2 separate regions of the Ovis aries genome follow, and region 1 is linked to region 2. Evidence: chromatin contacts called from public Hi-C data. All regions are on one chromosome and are shown on one strand. Each heading gives the region's core, a stretch centred on a gene start, on an enhancer-like site or on the middle of the called end of the contact. The rest is flanking DNA. Distances are from core to core; before and after follow the strand shown. Region 1 holds the start of PDE7A (phosphodiesterase 7A). Region 2 overlaps PDE7A (phosphodiesterase 7A).

Region 1 (4,417 bases), core at 345-2,844, 75 kb after region 2:
CACTTACAGTAATCTACAAGTTGACTCTGACCTCATTAGCATACCACTTTGTCCTGTGAAAGAAGTCTGATTTTAAATAAAAACAATTCAAAGAAACCCAAATATACGCTTCTGCTCTCTCTCTCCAAACTATTTAGGCAAAGAAGCAAATGACAAATATTTACTGGACACATCTACTCTAAGAAATCTCTATCGGGTGCTACCCACTGTACCAGTAAAAAACAAAAAGAAATACAGACCGGGCTCAAGTTATTTACAATATATCGGGGGGTGGGGGAGAGATATGCTCCCATAAAAGAAGCTAATACTAGTCAACAGGAAAAATAAACATATGTGACTTAAAATGTGATCATGAACACGTAACGTTCTGGGAGCAGAAATGGAGGGCAATCAGTTCAAATGTAAACAAAATTCTTTTGTCCTCCCTATTTTAAAACTGGCGACCAAAATCAGCCAGAAATAAGAGGCTGGGCCAACAGCATCACTAGGGAGGAAAAAAAAAACGAAATTCTCAGGAGCAACTGGTATTGGACCATTCAAAACAAAGTCTTCCTGTGAGTGCTCCATCAGTAGTTTTTCTCTTAAAAATCTTATCAAATTAAAAATAAAACTGATTCCTGGCTATCAACTTTCCGGAAACCGAAGCTTTGAGGAGGCACTCTGAATACTTGTTTCTCTGACCTCACTTAGGGTCCATCAACAGACTTGAATAAGTAAGGAGACGAGCAACCGAGAATCGGCCTATTGTTCGGAGAACTGAAGGACTATCCCAGCACCGCGGGGCGCGCGGGAGGCGCAAACCCAGCACAGGTGTGTAGGGGTGAGGGGTGGCCAGGTGTGCCAGGACCACAAGTAAGGAAAAAAGAGGCCCAACTTCCAGACTGAGACGTCGAGAAAAGGAAGACGACTTAAGTCATTCCAGACCCTTAAGCCGCTGAACACAGAGGGGGTCGCGCCTGGGGAGGGTACGAAGGGGTTCCCAGAGCCCACCTGGGTTCAGCCTCGAGCAGGCCGGGGTGGGGGGTGGGGTGAGGTTTGAGTCCCGAGGATCAGAGAAAAGCCTCTCGAATCGAGGGGGGTCAGCCTAGACATCCCCAAACAACGGGAAGTGCTGGTCGGGGGGGTGAACGGCGAGGACTGGGGAGTAGGGGTCGCGGAGGTGAAGCCAGGTGGAAGGAGGTAAACAAAAGAGCAGCCCCCAAGTGTGGGGCCCCCGGCGGCGGCGTTTACCTGGGAGAGCTGCCGGGGATTGGGGCAGCCGAAGAGCGCGGAGCTGGAGCTGAAGCTGATGGCTCCTCGGCGGCTGAGGACGTGCTGGGGGACCGGCCTGTCCAGAGGCAGCACCGGCAGCTGGTAACATACTTCCATTGAATACGCCCGCCCTGCCCCCGCGCGGCGCCCGCCCTGCCGCGGCCGCCGGCCCCTGCGCTTGGAAGGGGCCGCGGCTCGGGGGCGCCGGGCCGAGGCGGGGGCAGGGCGGGCGGGCGCCGACCCCGGGCCGGGAAGCCGCGCTCACGCCTCCCCCACCCCAACACTCCGCCGGGGCCGCCGGCGGGAAGGCGCTGCTGCGGCCGCGGCGACAGTTAACGAAGACCAGCGCGCGCCCGGCTCCCGGGGTGCAAGCGACGGCAGCACCCGCCAAATCGGAGGGGAAACCCCGGCGTCCCCAGGCTGTTCGGCCCAGAGGAGAGGGTCCGGGGCGGGGGGTGGGAGGGCAGCGGAGCAGGAGCGGAGCAAAAACAGAGCAAAGCGGTGCAAGAACACACAGCTGGAGCCAGCAGCGAGACCCAGCGCGCGCGGGGCTCGGATGCAGGCACCAGCTCCGGCCGCGGTCCTGCCCCCTCCCCACCCCTCCCCCGGAGCCTGACTTCACTCCGCCGCCGGCGCGAGCCCGGCGTAATTCACACTTTGCAGCCGCGGACCCTGCGCCAACCACGGCCGCCGCCACCGTGACGTCACGACGCCGCGCCGCAGGCCCCGCGCCGCCGCAGCGCCTGGGGAGCCGGGCTAGCGGTGGTGGGGTTGAGCCGCCCTCCCTCGGGGCCGCACCTCGGGGCTCACTCACCATCCCCCTCCCGCTGCCCTCCTCCCCGACCCATCCTCGTGCTACAGCACTCCGCCACCCCGGCCAAGGCGCGTGCGCACGAGGCTCCTCTGTGTGGGGATATTACCCCCTATCGCTAAACTCTGGCGTTGGGGCGCGCTGAAGGTGTGGGGTGGGCTCCGCCTACGCGAGAGGCGCGATTCCGGCCTTTTCGCTTCGGAAAGCCCAAGCACGCTGCCCAGTCGCAGCGCTCAACCCTGACCGCGGGGTCATCGCCGTGTTTCCCTCCTTGAATTCCCATCCTTGGGGCTCACTGGGGACCGCTGCGGCAGTGACGTCGGCGGGCCGCGCGGCACCGAACTCCCCTCTACGTCACTGCCAGCACCCGGGAGGGTCGGGGTCGAGCGCTCTGCTGGCAGGTGCGGGCCCCGGGGCCGTCCCGGGTGGAGGGGCGGAGAGCAGAGCCCAGTAAAGCGGGCGTGAGGAGGGGGGCGATGGGTTGGAGGGAAAATACCCGAGACTGAGAAAGAAGAAGTGAGAGTATGCACTGGAAAAAATGAGAAGAATGAAAATGAGAAGACAGAGCGGGAAAAGAGACTGCACGCCCTTTTACCAAACGTGTTTTTGTTTCTTGGCTTCGATTTTTAGAAGGCAGGAGGAAAAAAACTATTGACCGGAGTTGTAGACTGCAGGTTTATTTTGTCACGTTTCTCCCCAAACCATGAACGCTTTTCAGCTGCAACACTTTGTTTCAAGTGCATTCCACCTCTGGGACATCAGCCTAAACCAGCTTTCCCCGGTTGGCAAAATTGCTTGGGCTCTGCTCTCAGGGGACCCATCCTTCCACTTACGTGCTATGACCAGCCACTGGCAAGGTGGCAGGTCTTTGAACGTACTGCATAGCCCGTTCAGATGAGATCAGATATCATACGCTCATGATTCCATAAATCAACAGAAGTCTGCAAAACCTTTTATCATCTTTCCACGGCATCTGTTTCTTGTGTATCACTTAAAACTTTCTATGTCTTTGCGGGTATTTTTCAACTTGTCCGCTTTTCTACTATTAAAAAGACATCACTTCCACTGTGGTTTCATGGATTTTTGTTGTTGTTGTTGTTTTCACTAAGTGGAAGCTTCCCTTTAGCGCAACTTTTACCAACCGATGTCCTTGGACTCATGGATAGGAGCCAGATGGAAAGTTAAAGTATTGGGCCTCATGCTACTGCAGGAGGGAATGAAAACTAGCAACAGATCCCCTTGCTAGCTCCCTGGGTGAGAGTGGGGAGGGGCATGAGCCTGTCCCTTAAATGGAGTGAGGGTAGGGGTCCTGAGGTCACGCTGGAGAGGTGGCCTAGTAGTCTACCCACCCCTTTGATGATGTTGTGTGCAGAAATAATGCACAGTACCCTGCTTTTGCTCCCCACATCTCAGAAGTGGCAGTCCGGTTTTTGGTCTTTTTGTAGCTTATTGTTCATAATTTGCCCCAGCTGTGCATGCATGGGTGTATTATTTCTAGCTCCTTATTGTTTCTTTGTATTTATCGCTGGAGGAGCCCTCTGTTCAGGTGTAAGCACTGCAGCAAAGGGTCCCAGGTCCCAGCTTGTTTCACAACGACTAACCCAAGTCATCTTTGAAACCCTAATTACTCCCACATCTCATGCATGTATTGAGCACCCTCCATATGCCTGTGATTAAGCTGAGTACTCTCTTGCTTACTTCTGATGAAAACCCCATGAGGCAATAGTTTCTAAATTGAAATGAGGCTGAGGGAAATATAACTTGCCTAAGATCTTCCATGGATAAATGGCAGAACTTACCTCCAATAACATCTGAATTCTGTGTTCATCTAAACACCCAGAAGGCAGTATTGGCATGATATCAGACAGTATATGCCAAAATAACTCATATTTAGTAACATTTAAGAGACTCAAGTTTGATTAAGTTATTTGAGAAGACTCAGATCTCCCTTCAGAGAGGGGAGCTGACATTTACTATGCACCCACTGCGAACCATGATGGATAGTCTACATACAATGTTTTAACTTAACCCTATGCAACAGCCACGTAAGTAAAAACTTGATCTCAATTCTATAGATGGGGAATCAGGTTTGAGACCATAAATCATTTGTCCCACTTAACTCCGTTCTGTACGATTTCAGAGCCATGTATTGCCACCACACCATGTGCTTTTTGGAGACCAGAACTTCAGCTGTTTTCAGTGTTCTTGACTATTGGAGAGTGTATTCTTCAGAAAAGCAGAACCAATAGGGAAGGGAGAGAGAGAGATTGATTGGCCACACCTGTGGTCCAGGAGGCAGAGAAGCCGGAGGAGCTGCAGGCTTTGCTGCCAGGGAGAAGAGTTAGCAGGTCACTG
Region 2 (5,088 bases), core at 1,488-3,987:
ATATATATTTTAAAGAAGGGTGATCATGAGAACTTAACTAGTACTTCCATTCAGACAATTACTAAAAAAGCTCACCCCACACATACCACATTACATAAAATCTGACCCTATTGCCAATATTCTCATGAACTTATTTTGTGACATGAGACATGCTATTATTTATTTCACAGCATAACAGACAACAGATTAAAGGTGTCTTTGTTAAAGCCCAGCTTCCACCAGGCTAGGACTATTTAAGTCCTAGGCTTGTTCTAGTTTACATGGTTACCTACATTCCAGTCCAGCTTAGAAAGCCGACAGGGCTCAGTAACTTAATCAAGTTACTATTAAGAACTGTTGGCGCTGCTGGTTCTCTTTTAAAATATCACATTACCTCACTGTGTGACCACAAACAAACTAATCAACCTTCACCCAAACTAAATGAGCCTTGTTACTTAATGATCATGGGAGTTACTTCCAGTCACCCACCCTTGGCTTCTCGGAGCCAGCAATAAAACATGGGATAGCAGTAAATTTAGAAGCCGTGTTTTTCTCTTGCTTTTCTCCTTCAGACTAGAAAGTGGACTGAAAAAAGAAATCTAGGCAATAGGTTAGCGAAACAGACAGGCTGGAAATCGACATACCTTGAGCAGTATCATGCCCAGGACTCCCAGACCTTCTTCTCTGTCAAACAAACGGCACAGCAGAGCCATCACCGGCAGTTAGTTATTAGACGAAAGAGATTTTTCACAGAAAAAGCTTTTGGATTTTGAGACTTGATCACTACCTGCTTTAATCGTCCACAAGAGGGCGCCCTGCGGTCACTATTATCTGCTACCTTAACACGACAATTATTTAGATGCATGTTAGCATGAGTTCCCCTTGGAGATTGTTTAAAAAAAAATTTCTTTTTTTTTTTTTTTTAATTCAGTGCTGCAAGGTTTTAACTCTAGACTAAAGCAAGGTCATACTGAATGATAAATGAGTAAAAAAAAAAAAAAAGACATTCTATGTTCTAATCTCTCTTTAATTTTCCTTAAAAAAGAATAGGAGCCATATCAGGAAGCCTACTGCTCAATACTGAATAAATACATTTAGTTACATCTAAATTCAAGTTTTCTGGGAAGAATTTTTACATGCAGCATGCATGGATAAAGGGGGAAAGCAGAGGTGCTGACAGCGATGGTCTTTAAGGAGTAGCCTGTACTGCTACTGAGCGGCAGTGCAGCAAGGCGAATAAACACACGAGCTCTGGAGTCATACGCCTGGGTTTGAATCCCAAGGCTGCCACTTCTACTAGTTTTGTGACATCAGGAATGTCATTTAAGTTACCGAACTGAGTTTAATTACAAATGATGGAAGAGCCATCTTTGCAAGTCGAACAAATACTGGTTAAAAGAAGAGAAACTATATTTCTAATTTTAAATGTAATTTCAAATTTCCTATTTCCTTGTAAATAGGAAAGTAACGACCAGGCAGTACAGTATGAAAGAGTAAGAAAAACAATATAGCAACAACAAAGTCCTTGCTTAGTCATTAAGTCGTGTCTGACTCTTTGGAACTCCATGGACTGCAGCAAAGCCAGGCTTCCTCGTCATAGCTGAGGGAAACGCCATGCGACAACTTCCATTCTTAAAGGAAGAAGCGGTAAAAAGGGTATGAGTTTGCGTGGGAGTTACTGTATACTTAAGACTTAGATAATCCCAGACAATAAAATCAGTATGACATAAGCTTTTAAGCTCAAAATAAACACAGAAACAGATGTTCTTTCTGTTCATATCACTAAGTATCAAAAAAGCACCCAAGTCTAACAGGGCCCTGTTAGGAAGATAAAAAACAACCCAAGTGCACATGAGGCTCTAAGGCAAAATTTAAGGAGAGTTTTGTCTGTTGTCACTGTAGGTCATCACGATAAAGACAACATGGGACATCTGATTCGACGTAAGGGCACTGGCCCGCATGAATTACGTTTATGGCTAATACAGATCATACTTACAGAAATCAAGTGGGACCTTATAAAGTCTAACTGGGAGAAGATATCCAGTTTAGTCAACTTGATGCAACAATAATATATTCAATCTTTATAATGAAGCACAAAGAAGACTGAGCACCAAAGAACTGAGGCTTTCAAACTGTGGTGCTGAAGACTCTTGAGAGTCCCTTGGACTGCAAGGACATCAAACCAGTCAATCCTAAAGGAAATCAACCCTCAATGTTCACTGGAAGGACTGACGCTGAAGCTGGAGCTCTAATACTTTGGCCACCTGATGCAAAGAACCGACTCATTGGGAAAGACCCTGATTCTGGGAAAGATTGAGGGCAGAAGGAGAAGGGGATGACAGAGGATGAGATGGCTGGATGGCATCACTGACTCAGTGGACATGAGTTTGAGCAAACTCTGTGAGAAAAACGAAGGGAAGCCTGGTATGTTGCAGTCCGTAAGGTCACAGAGTTGGACACGACTGAAAAACCAAAATGAGGCATAGGCTGCCAAAAACCAGAAACAAAAAGATGAGTAAGGCTAAAAGCCTTTGAGGCTACGATGTAGATACCTTGAAAGGTTCCCTTCGTATGGGGTGGAATAAAGTGCAAAGTGAACATAAAGGCTCAAGATAACAGGCAAAACACCTTTACATAGAATGGAACATTACCATGTGTCAGGAGTTAAAAGAAAACGGAAAACTGCATTCCTGTGGACGTGAAAGAAACATACTGCTTATATTACATCTTGCCCAATGTTGGCAGAGACACCAGGGCTTCCAGTCTGGATGACGTCAATGAGCTTTGGTGAATTCCATGAAAAGAGGGAACTGTCAAGCTGATAGCCTCGGTTACTATTTAATAATCATGTCAGAATCTTTCAAAGGAAGATCTTAGATTTTCTAAGTGTACATGTGGAGCAGAATTATAGTAATTCTTTTATGTTTAAAGAGATTAGAATTTGTTACTACAGAAGCTAAAGAGAATGTGTAACTAAAAGAATAATTTATTAAATGTAGGGACATTAAATTTAGAACAAACATGAATTTTGAAAAAATTCAATATGGAATCCATGAAGTCCAACAGTTAGAACTGGACATGGAACAACAGACTGGTTCCAAATAGGAAAAGGAGTACGTCAAGGCTGTATACTGTCACCCTGCTTATTTAACTTATACGCAGAGTACATCATGAGAAACGCTGGGCTGGAAAAAGCACAAGCTGGAATCAACATTGCCAGGAGAAATATCAATAACCTCAGATATGCAGATGACACCACCCTTATGGCAGAAAGTGAAGAGGAACTAAAAGCCTCTTGATGAAAGTGGAAGAGGAGAGTGAGAAAGTTGGCTTAAAGCTCAACATTCAGAAAACGAAGATCATGGCATCTGGTCCCATCACTTCATGGAAAATAGATGGGGAAACAGTGGAAACAGTGTTAGACTTTTTATTTTTGGGGGCTCCAAAATCACTGCAGATGGTGACTGCAGCCATGAAATTAAAAGATCCTTACTCTTTGGAAGGAAAGTTATGACCAACCTAGATAGCATGTTGAAAAGCAGAGACATTACTTTGCCAACAAAGGTCTGTCTAGTCAAGGCTATGGTTTTTCCAGTGGTCATGTATGGATGTGAGAGTTGGACTGTGAAGAAAGCTGAGTGCCGAAGAATTGATGCTTCTGAACTGTGGTGTTAGAGAAAACTCTTGAGAGTCCTTTGGACTGCAAGGAGGTCCAACCAGTCCATCCTAAAGGAAATCAGTCCTGGGTGTTCACTGGAAGGACTGATGCTAAAGCTGAAAGAAACTCCAATACTCTGGCCACCTCATGCGAAGAGTTGACTCATTGGAAAAGACCCCGATGCTGGGAGGGATTGGGGGTAGGAGGAGAAGGGGACGACAGAGGATGAGATGGCTGGATGGCATCATCGACTCAATGGACCTGAGTTTGAGTAGACTCCGGGAGCTGGTGATGGACAGGGAGGCCTGGCGTGCTGTGATGCATGGGGTCACAAAGAGTTGGACACGACTGAGTGACTGAACTGAAGTCCAACTAATTTAGGAGTCCAAAATATTATAATTCAAGAGACCAGGTGTATGGTCAACTGGACACAGAAAAGTATTTGTAAGAATATTTGGGGCTCTTAATCCAGCCTAGAAAGCTGGTCACTAAAGCCAACTTACTCAAAAGAAGGAAGCTGACAGGAGGGAGGCTCCTTGAAAGCCTGGTGAGGTGATGTGATGCTCAGAAGCAAAGAAGCTGCATTAGGGAGACCCAACTTGGGGGCCCTTTTCAGTTCACACCACTCAGCCACCAGCCTAACAACTTTGCCACTCTCTTGCTCTTTCTAATCAATCAGTTTCTCTCTCCTCAGCCTGATTTTCTCCCCCCATTACTTTTTCCTCCCAATTTTTCTTAATGTACATATTGCTCATTATTATCAGGTGCTTCAAAACTGTCAGTCTTCACAACATAAGGTAAGGAGACTATGCAGCTGAAAAATTAGTTGCACAAGGGACATCAAGAATCATTTTATAAAAGCCAGAGGACCTGAAATCTGGACCTAAGTGGAAGTAATTCCTAGACAGAGCAGGTCTGAAGGTTGGGGATCTTGTAAGAATGGGATGAATGTTGAAGTTTTTCAGTAGCTGTCAAAGAAGTGTCAATGCTAACACTCAAGTTGAAATATTTGCCAGAAACGAATCAATTGTCTCTTGAGAAAGTGCACCAAGCCTTTAAAAAAAAAAAGGTGTATATTATAAAATGATCACACGATAAGAGTCAACTGCTTTATCTGCTAATAATCCTACAGATTTCAACATCATTACAAGATTCCATGTATAGCTTTGGGGGACAGACAAGGGACAAAGAGGTTAAGTAAGAAGCACCAGTGTTAGCTCTTTGCTATCTAAACAAGTAATTAGTGATTAGCATAGTGTGAATACTCAAGGGTTGTTATGACACTTTTAATAGCATCACCAGAAACTGCTCTCAATCAGTAAGCAATCTTACATCTCTTTTTGGGCTAAATAAAAATTTCTGACTAATGTGAGCATCTGAAAATTTCAGCAGTATCTTTAATAAGTTAAGATCTTCCAAATTTCTTAATAAACACAACCCATCATATAATT

The links. A called contact is a pair of places that touch in the nucleus more often than the background predicts.
Region 1: a contact with region 2 is called in a Hi-C map of skin fibroblasts, with 2.6 times the contacts expected there. The contact joins the promoter of PDE7A here to the enhancer-like site in region 2. A contact is called at or near these places in 2 of 16 Hi-C or Micro-C datasets (skin fibroblasts and tail adipose tissue).

The regions. Positions count from the first base shown.
Region 1 is chr9:43,183,335-43,187,751 of ARS-UI_Ramb_v3.0, forward strand. It overlaps PDE7A (phosphodiesterase 7A), which reads right to left and starts at 1,595. Exons shown (of 14, transcript XM_060393438.1): 1 at 1,493-1,595; 2 at 1,231-1,382. The coding sequence starts at 1,368.
Region 2 is chr9:43,107,649-43,112,736 of ARS-UI_Ramb_v3.0, forward strand. The region is part of intron 4 of PDE7A (phosphodiesterase 7A); the gene reads right to left. Among named protein-coding and RNA genes, the nearest start is that of PDE7A, 75 kb to the right of the region's middle. Within about 2 kb of position 2,738, at least 1 of the 54 cell types and tissues checked has an H3K27ac peak or open chromatin away from gene starts, as enhancers often do.